Linked DNA regions of Arachis hypogaea: region 1 is linked to region 2. Evidence: chromatin contacts called from public Hi-C data. All regions are on one chromosome and are shown on one strand. Each heading gives the region's core, a stretch centred on a gene start, on an enhancer-like site or on the middle of the called end of the contact. The rest is flanking DNA. Distances are from core to core; before and after follow the strand shown.

Region 1 (4,535 bases), core at 139-2,638, 38 kb after region 2:
AAAGAGTTGCATTTGATGAGTTTGACCTTAATTTTTTAGAACGAGACCATGGAAAACGGATTTAAATTTGGCAATATCACCCAAATCAGAGAGATGAGGTTAGACGAGTTTATCTTAAATGGGATTCATATCAAAAACATCTTGACAATTATTTTCTATATGCCCCCCAAAATTTTGTTTCAAGCTCCGCCACTGCCGTGTCTCTTCTTCTTTTTCGTAATTTTTCTCTCTCGTTATTGTTGTCATCAACACCACTTCTTACTTCTTTTTTTATTGAAATTTCTTCTCCTCTTTTCGTTTTCTCTTTTTCCTTCATCAAAATCACAAGAAGAAACGAAGAAACATTATTCAAGGTACTGTTTTACTGTTTTTCTAGATTTTTTTTAGATTGTCTCTGTCATGGGCCTCATCCTTAACCAGCAAAACATTAAAAGATTTCAAGAAGAAATATACTGTCTCCCTCCTATGTTTGGTGTATTTCTTAAATCTTTTGGGTGTATTTTTTAAATCCTTTGGTTGTACATCTGTAATCATTTGGATGTATTTCTGTAATCGTTTGGTTTATTTCTGTAACTGTTTGTGTGTATTTCTGTAATCCTTTGGATGTATTTCTGTAATCGTTTGGGTGTATTTTTGTAATCGTTCGGGTGTATTTCTGAAGTTCCATAATATTCAAAACAATTTCAAAGCTTGATTTCAGAAACCATGAAAATCGGAAAAAAAAATAGAAGGAGATCGAAGGCAAAAAGAGAACGCACGAAGGAGATCGAACAAATTTGACAAGAAACTCGAAAAAGAAAACGAAGATGAAACACGCGAAGATGGTTCAGTGATGCGCGTATTAGATTTGACCCAACTTGTAAGACTTGTAAAGCCAAAATGACTTGTATGTGTAGCACTCCTTATTCAAAAAACTACCCCAAGCTTTTCAAGGCATTTTACAAGACAGAATTTAAATATTTAATACTTACTTTTTTTTTTTAGTCAAAAAATATTTAATACTTACTTAAGTGAATAAGTAAATTAATTACTCAACCAAACCAAGTGGATTTTCCTCAAATTGAATCTAATATAACTTTTTCTACTAGCAGAAACCACGGGCAAATTTACAAATCCGAATGCAAGCAACCAAAAATCAAAGGTCCAAACTTTACTTATTCATGAAAATGGGCTAATTATATATACGAGTCCATATATCACTTTTCAAGTTCCATTAGGCCTGATTTCCTAACCCAAATCAAAATCTATTGTTAATAAATATAATGACAAAGGAAAATTGCATAAATAAAATGAAAGGGAAAGGTGGGTGGATCTAGCTCTAGGCACTACATGCTCACTTTTCAACTGACTCCCATTAATGTTAGTATTATAGTGGCTGGCCACAAAAGGTATTGTGCCACTTTTCCACTAAAACGAAGCAAGAAGAAACAAAAATGTGCGTAAAGGTTCTACATGTGTAGGTGATTAAGGAAAGAATACAACCACTTGTCCATAATTTTAATTTCACTGGATTTTGGTTGCATGAGTCCTACCACTTTTACACGAAACGCAATCAGATCTCTATTGTTAATTTTTATTATTATTAAAATATATATTGGTGATTTATAATTTTTTCAATTATTATGCTACTGCAAAAATCTTGATTACATGTTTATTGTAGGTTTGATTATTCTATTATAGCAGGTTTGAATATTTTGGTGGTTGGTTATTTAATTAGAAATATATATGATTCAATATGTATAAACATACATAAATAAATAATAACTGATTTGGTAATTGATTTTTAATATTTATATAATATTTTATTTTATTTTATTTTACTTTTTTTGTAACAATCATTTTCTGTTACAAAATTTTATGGATCAGTTTTATATTATTAAGTTGCACATAGATTCTATCTCTGAAATAGAAATATAAAAATGTAAACAATATAATTTATGAATACCAAAAATAGAAGAGTTTTTTATTTATGAAACAAAAAGTTTTGTATTTCTACCAAACAAATGAGTTTTTGTATATACTATCTCTATTTATATATTTTACTTTGATTTTTTTGTTTGTTACCTACAATTCTAAACCGATAAGTTAAAAACTAATCTGTCTCTAATCTGAATTCCGTTTAAGAGTGTGTCTCTTCTAATCCAAATTAGTTTACCTTTGAAAGTATATTATATAGCTAAGTTTAATACTCAAAATGGCATTTAAAATTTTACAATTTAGTCAATTTAATCTCAAAAGTTTCAATGTCTCATACTTATTCGTGATGCTCTTAAGATGAAATCATGGTGTCAAGAGAAAAGATAACAAAAGAACTCATGTGAATTATATAAAGATCATATTAACTAAACTCTGTTTTTTCAAAAACTATATCAATCATTAATGCAATCTAGTTTGTTAAGCGCTCTTCATATTACAAAGTTACATTTTAATTTCACCCCTATAATATATACAAACTGAATCCTTACATTATTAAATAGTGAAAATTATAGAGATATATATCAAATTAAAATACATTTAAAAAAGTAATTGATTAATTCCAAGTTCGGTTTGTAGGTAGCAAGTGGATCTTTCAAGAGAAAGAAAATCTGAAAGAGACTTGGATCAGTTGGCATGTGCAACATGACATCATTCCAAAATTCAAATATGTATTATTAAGTGTTAGTTCACTTTCACATGAATTTCTCCAAAAATGTCCTCTATTCATGGGACATCACTTCTTAATCAAGATTAATATTCCAAAATGAAAGAGGGTTCAAATCTTCTAGCATTTTCCTTCAAATAGGGATTTGAATACCATTTCCCAATTATTTTATTGGTTAGTAGCTTCTCCTTTAACACCATTTTTAAGGCAATAGAGTACCCAAGAAAATTATAACCTGAAGAGATGGGAGGTCTTTCTCCATAATGTTTGCCACTATTGGGAGATATCAATAAGGTGGCTGATATCTTTCAAAATAAACTTCAATGAGCTTAATAATTGATCAAATGAAATATTTCATTTATATTATTATTATTTGATCTGTTTGAAGCTTGACCCTTTATGGGAAGAAGTACAAGCAAAACAAGAGTTTACTATTGTAGTTTCAATCTAGTCCTTACTATCATCACCGGCATATTATACTAATTACTAAGCAAACCTCATTGTCCCTTTGACATAATCATGGGGCAAAAGAGAATTGATTATATAACACCATATACAGTCACACCGATTGGTGATTAATCAATTACATCATCAGTTAATCACTATTATTTTCTTTATAATCTTTTAACTTTCAATTGTTGTATTTGAATAGACATTCTTTTTCAATTGCCACTATTCAATCCAAATATACTTCCATAGGTGTAAGTGTAAAATGAAATGACAAATATACCGTCAAAAAATCATTTAGAAAACAAACTTATTTACGAAAAACTTTAAGGAAAAATTATGTACGAACTAATTTACCTGTATAATAATAGGAAAAAAAAAAGATAAATTCTTTTGATATCCGCAAAAACTTGGTGTTAAAGATCTGAAAAAATACCTTTTTTTTGGGTAGATTTGTTGTCCAAATCAAACTTTTCTTTTATAGATAATTCCATCCGGATATAATCTATTTTTATGGGTATATTTGTCATTTCACTCTCTAAGATGAACCAAAAAGATCCAAAAGGATCGATCATAAGACACTAGCACCAAGTACAAAGTCACTTCATTGGTGCCAAAGGTTGTTATCTGCTGAAGTTCAATGATTAATGTTGCCTTTCCTAAGAAATTTCTTCAACCAGAACTTGACCTGTAACTATAGTTATTTCGGAATAAATTTATACTTTTTATATTGAAATAATTTATACTTGACTTGAGACAAGATGATATCTCTGATGGCTAAATATGAAAGGTAGGGAACCACTTAATCCTTGCAATATCAACAAGTATAAAATAAGATTAAAAGTATGGCCTAATCTTCACTCAACAGCCTAATTTGACTTGAATAGTCATCAAATAATTCTTTCATAAAAAATAATTTTTCCATTTCTATGGATTCTAAGTTGCGGTTTTAAAAGATACAATTTACTAAAATAACAGACACGGAACAATAACAACTGAATCACATCTCTTTTATCCTGTTCTAAGTTCTAAACCGAACCACACACATTCGAGTCTTTTTACCAATAATTTGACTAACTTGGCCTAACTAAGATTCCACCAAATGGTAGCTATCCATAAACATTATGCAGTTGTCTGCGTATAAAATTGACGGCGAAGAACAATTAGATATAATTTCGTCAAACGGTATTCAACTATAAATTTCACATGAAAACACAAATGTGCTTTAGTTTTCACTTTCTAGTTAAAGATTAGAGTATTTGCAAATAACTAACTTCAGGTTGGTTCAGAATCAAGTATATACAAACAATAAATAGCTCAATCTTGGTGACCAACACAACAACTAGCTTCTAAGTTTTGGAATTAATGAATCAACAAGATCATATACCAAGATAATTAAGCATATTTAGCACTTAATACATTTCAGTAACATTGTCAAAGTTTCCAA
Region 2 (5,190 bases), core at 552-3,051:
CAATCACACATAAACTTTTCAATTAATAACATAAAGGCGATCTTCACCTTAGACTATTGATTGAACCAAGAGAGAGGGACCACTTGTATCCTACACTAAGGGTCCATTTCGTAATTGTTTTATGATAGAAGTGCAAACACACTTGGAAACACTTATTTTCTGGAGAAGAAAACAGCTACATGTATCTATGTCTAGGGATCTATCCACCCAAAAACTAGAGACAATGGGATAGGACATAGACACCTCGCAAACACGAGTTACACATCATCATACCGAAGAACAATGGTATACATAGCCTGAAAATTCATCCCAGCACCAACAAACATGCCGCGGCTCGTCATATTTAACCACTATCAGTGTATCCCTGCTCTCTGCCCTAATGAATCTCGGCAATTACACATATCCAAAGCCAGATTTTCCATCAAATTATACAAATCCAATTCTGTAATCCTAGTCCAAACATAAAACCCCAATTTCCAGAGAGAGGGGGGGGGGGGGGGGGGGAATAACAAGTGACTCATAAACCACTCATAAAGAAAACAAAACCAAAATAGCTTCCGTATTACCCCCACTACTAGACACTGATCAAAGTCTAACTATGTCGGTATCCTTAATCAACCATAGAAAACCTAAAATTTAAAATATATATATATTCCAAAAATAGAAATGAAACAAAAAGAGCATTAAAGAGTTAAAAGCCACAACAAGCTAAACCTACTACAAATTGAATGAATACCTTGAAAGCTTGCTCATTGAAGACACCAGGTGAAGTTTGAAGGGCATTGTAGTCACCATCATTGAAAGCCCAAGTTCTGCAGACAGTGAGTCCCATCTTGGCCCCAGCTCTCAGCATCTCACGCACCCTTGGCCTTGAATAATCATCCACAGATTGCACCATTAACCAGTAAGAGTTCCAACCATTGATGTAGAAAGGTTTTCCATCCAACACAAACTGTGTACCGTTTCTACCCACAAAAGACACTTCTGGCCCTTCCTCAAAACCCAACCTCATGTCCCCAAAAGACATGTAAATGAATAGAACCAACGATGCAAAACCGAAAATGGGATAAAATAAACCATTCCCAGCCACCATTGCTTCTCTTATTATTCTGTACAAGATTTTTTTTTCTTTGTGAAAACTAATGAAATTCAATGGCTTGAAGAGATCCCCAGTTACCCTTTTAGCTCTATATTAAAAGGGTCACTCTTTTTTTTTTTTTTTTGTATACCAAAGATGAAGAATATCTGAACCTCACTCACCTTTCAAGCCCAGATGTGAATTTGAATGTGAATGTGAGTGTTCTTAGAATGCTTAGATCTCTCTCTTTCTCTTTGGGAAGATTATTAATGGCAATCAAAGGCGTGAACTTGAACAATCTGAGTGCATAAAGATTGAAACTTTGATGAAGGTTGGTGCAAGTAACAAAGGAGATTTTATAGGGTAAGTGCTTTGTGTAGCTGTTCATGAAAATGGGGAATGCTTGTTGCTTACAAGGTTCAAAACCCCCCACATGAAAACTGAAAAAGACTCACATGCTTTTCTCTTATACAGAATAGTAAAAATAAAAAAAAAATGGAAAATTAATAGGGTTTGTGTGACTAGGGTTGAGGACAAAAGAAGGAAAAAAGGGGAGAAAAGTGAAGAAGAAGATGGTGAGTGTGTGTGTGGTGGGGTGAGATGTTTGTATCGGAATATCAATTAGATCTGGCAAGTGTGGAAACCTTTGTTCAGTTCTAATATTTTAAGGAACTTGTCTTTAATTTTCAATAAACTCTTGTCTGTGGGCCTTGATTTATTGAACAGTCTTATTCATGTTCTACCAAATCAACTAAAAGGTATAGAGAGAAAAAAAAAATTAATAATTGAATTTTTTATTTTAATACATATTGTGGGTATAATTTAAAACATGTTGTGTGCTTGATAATGCAAAAGATTAGATGCTTGTATTTATAAAAACTTCTAAGACAATATATATATTAGTACAAAATTAGGAAAATTAATAACTAAATTATTTATTGATTATGCAAAACAAATGCAATTGTAATACACCATTAATAATTATCTTATTTTCTGAGAAGTAGATTCTCTCAATATTTTTTTAATTATTTGATAAAATATTATGTTTATCATTTAATAAATTTTTCACATTTTTTTAATTTTACTTAAAAATATAAAATAAAATATCACACTTTTTCAAATAATTAAAAAATATCACCAAAACTATAATTGAAAAAAATTGAAAAAATGTATTCCTGTGTAATTTCTAATAAGAGTTTAGTATATGGTTGTTGCAAATGAAACAATAAACTGATAAAATATTTATATCAAATTGTTTGAGATGTTCAAGTAAAATATTGAGTTTGTTGGATTTTATGAAACAAAAATTTAAAATTGTTATAAAAGTTATCCTACGGTAACTTGAGTGCAAACTAGATTAATCATTTAGGCAAAGTATTTGATGGAGCTAGTCATGACAACTCCATCTGATGGAACTGCAAAAAATAATTAATCGAATGGTTACTTCTTGTTATATTTTTCTAAGTGAATTTTATCATGTTAAATTAGGAATGGCAAAATTTTTCGAGACACGGAGATCTCTGTGGGAACTGCTCCAAATAGAGATCCGACTGTGAAAAATTTTTCTGCGAGAAAGGAAAAAGGGGACGAAATCCTTAATATTGATTTCTTATATATATCTTTTAGTCATTTCACATGCCATATATATATATATATATATATATATATATATATAGAGAGAGAGAGAGAGAGAGAGAGAGAGAGAGAGAGAGAGAGAGAGAGAGAGAGAGAGAGAGAGAGAGAGAGAGTCAAAATTCCTAATGCTCATTTGCATAATCCTTATTTAGTTCATAGATCTCTAACGTCATCCATACTCCATCCAACCTCTCTGCAGCCACTCCCTCGTCACTCTCCCGTCTCACCGCATTATCACTCCTCATCTTCTATTACCGTCATCGTGTCGTTCTCTATATTCGTGGCATTCCTTTCCACAATTCTGTCATCGTGTCCATTCTACTCTCTGTTGCTGTGTCCCCCACTTTGTCTACTGTTCTATGCTCTGACTCGCCATGACATCTCCCACTGCACCATTTTAAAAGTCACTATCTTGACGTTTAGACTTTTTGTATAAAATTTTGCTGTTTTTGTATAGGATGGATACTTTCTTCTCTACTATGAAAATTAATAATTAATGAAAACTATTAAAGAGATGGGGAATGGGGTCCCCTCAGGAAATGGGAATGAGGAGCAATATTCCTCCACCGCGGGGAATGGAAACGGAGATGGGGAGTAAATCTGGGGGCGGAGATGGGGAGCAGGGATGTATCTCCCGCTCCCGTCCTGCCCCGTTGACATCTCTATGTCAAATAATGGTTATAGTTTTAGAAATTTGGATATTTTCACATGCCAGCTTACAAGAAGATATCAAGATAATGTAATGTTAACGACCTAATTTTCACTCGATTTTTATCCGATATAATCATGGCCCAAAATGTTTAGGTTTTATCGGATTTAGAACTGAGTTTGGATCTAACAAATAAATTCAGTATATATTTTGGGTCAAGTTTAGATCATATCAAATCTGATTTTACCCGACACATAAACATCCCTAAATGAAGCTATTGTGACAACTCTATCAAATACTTTGCCAATCATCTAAATAAGTCTCGGATACAAAAATTTTACAATAAAATTAATAAGTATTTTCATAGTGGCAAACTTTAATAAATATAATTGAATCATAGTATCCTCTAAATTTTTATGCAAAAAATCTATCAATTATTATATATTATATATATTATAACAGATAAAAGCAGTCAAGTTCACAGCTTAGTTTCGGAGATAATTTTTCTGCATTTCATTTGAATTGAATAAAATAAATAAAGTATAAGAGAGAAGAAAATGAAATTAAAATTACTTATCGATCAGTATATAGGCTAGGTATGTGCATATATAACAGGTCCAGATTCCCCCACCAATTACAAAAGTGATATTATATATAATTATATATTCTGCAGTTTACGAATGTTGGCATATTTGATATTTCACGTGGATGCCACAACTAGCATGAGATTTTTTATTTTTACTTTTATTTTTTTGAAAAATAGAATGCATTTTGGTGATTTGTTTATAAAAATAATAGTCTTTTCTTATAGAAAGAGATCAGAATCAATATATTAATTCGGTGGATCTCAGTGTAGGTTTTATAATTAGAATAATTATAATTAATTATATATTCTAGCATTCGAGATAATCAATCTACTCGAATTCTAAGGTCAATACATCTTAATCATGGTTACCTTTAGACTTAGTAGTTCAAATTATAATTGCTGTGAACCTGTTCCAATTTATCTAATTTGTAATGATTAACATTAACCCTTTTTGTGAGCGTCAAAGGCACAAACAAATATTTTCATCACGCTTTGAATTTGATTTATACACGCAATCAATTGTTCTTCTATTATGTAGCTATGTCACTTCAGGGGAGAAAAAAAATGCAAGCAAACAATGAGTATAAAATGAACAACATAACCATGGTTAGAGATTATAATATACGATCAAATACTTGAGCAGTTGAGCGCATTGCTTTTTTTTTTTTAATTTTAAACATAGTTACTTTAAAAGATAACGAAATTTTTAATAATTTTTTTTTCGATTCTTAAACTTTAATTTTATAAGATTGATTAGTCTTTTTATTAATATTTTTTTGTATTAATAGAATAAACCTTCATAACATTTTAAATTATTGATTTATTTATTAAAAATAATTAGAATTGACAAATTTTTTTTAAAAAATCTCATTGTCTTTTAAGAATAATTGTTAGTTTTTTTGTGATAATCTTTTTTAAATAAATTAATTAAATTTGTTGTGTAAAATTAAAAAATATTAGTAATTTTTAAATTATTTTTATTTATAAAAATTAAATAGAGAATATATTAGTAATTAGCGAATCACATAAGCGTGTTATGGAAAGAAATCATTGTCAAAAGGATTAATCAGTTTCACAAAATTAATTACCAGAGGCCAAAATAGTTTTTTTTTTGGTAGACATCATAGTCCTTCAAAAAAATTATTAAAAACCCAAATAGATATTCACTTTTTTTTTTATCGTAGGTTTAATTTCGGTATTTGGTTTGAAGTAGTATTTGTTAGGAAAAAATTGACAAATATA

What was found. Hi-C and Micro-C count contacts between places; a contact is called where the count stands out from the background.
Region 1: a Hi-C map of an unstated tissue shows a contact between it and region 2, with 2.3 times the contacts expected there. The contact joins the enhancer-like site here to the promoter of LOC112789797 in region 2. A contact is called at or near these places in 2 of 8 Hi-C or Micro-C datasets (leaf and an unstated tissue).

Annotation. Positions count from the first base shown.
Region 1 is chr3:21,274,678-21,279,212 of arahy.Tifrunner.gnm2.J5K5, forward strand. LOC112789798 reads right to left here. Exons shown (of 1, transcript XM_025831843.3): 1 at 4,347-4,535. Among protein-coding and RNA genes, the nearest start is that of LOC112789798, 3.2 kb to the right of the region's middle. Within about 2 kb of position 1,389, at least 2 of the 3 cell types and tissues checked have open chromatin away from gene starts, as enhancers often do.
Region 2 is chr3:21,236,307-21,241,496 of arahy.Tifrunner.gnm2.J5K5, forward strand. It overlaps LOC112789797 (mannan endo-1,4-beta-mannosidase 2), which reads right to left and starts at 1,802. Exons shown (of 5, transcript XM_025831842.3): 1 at 737-1,802. The coding sequence starts at 1,093.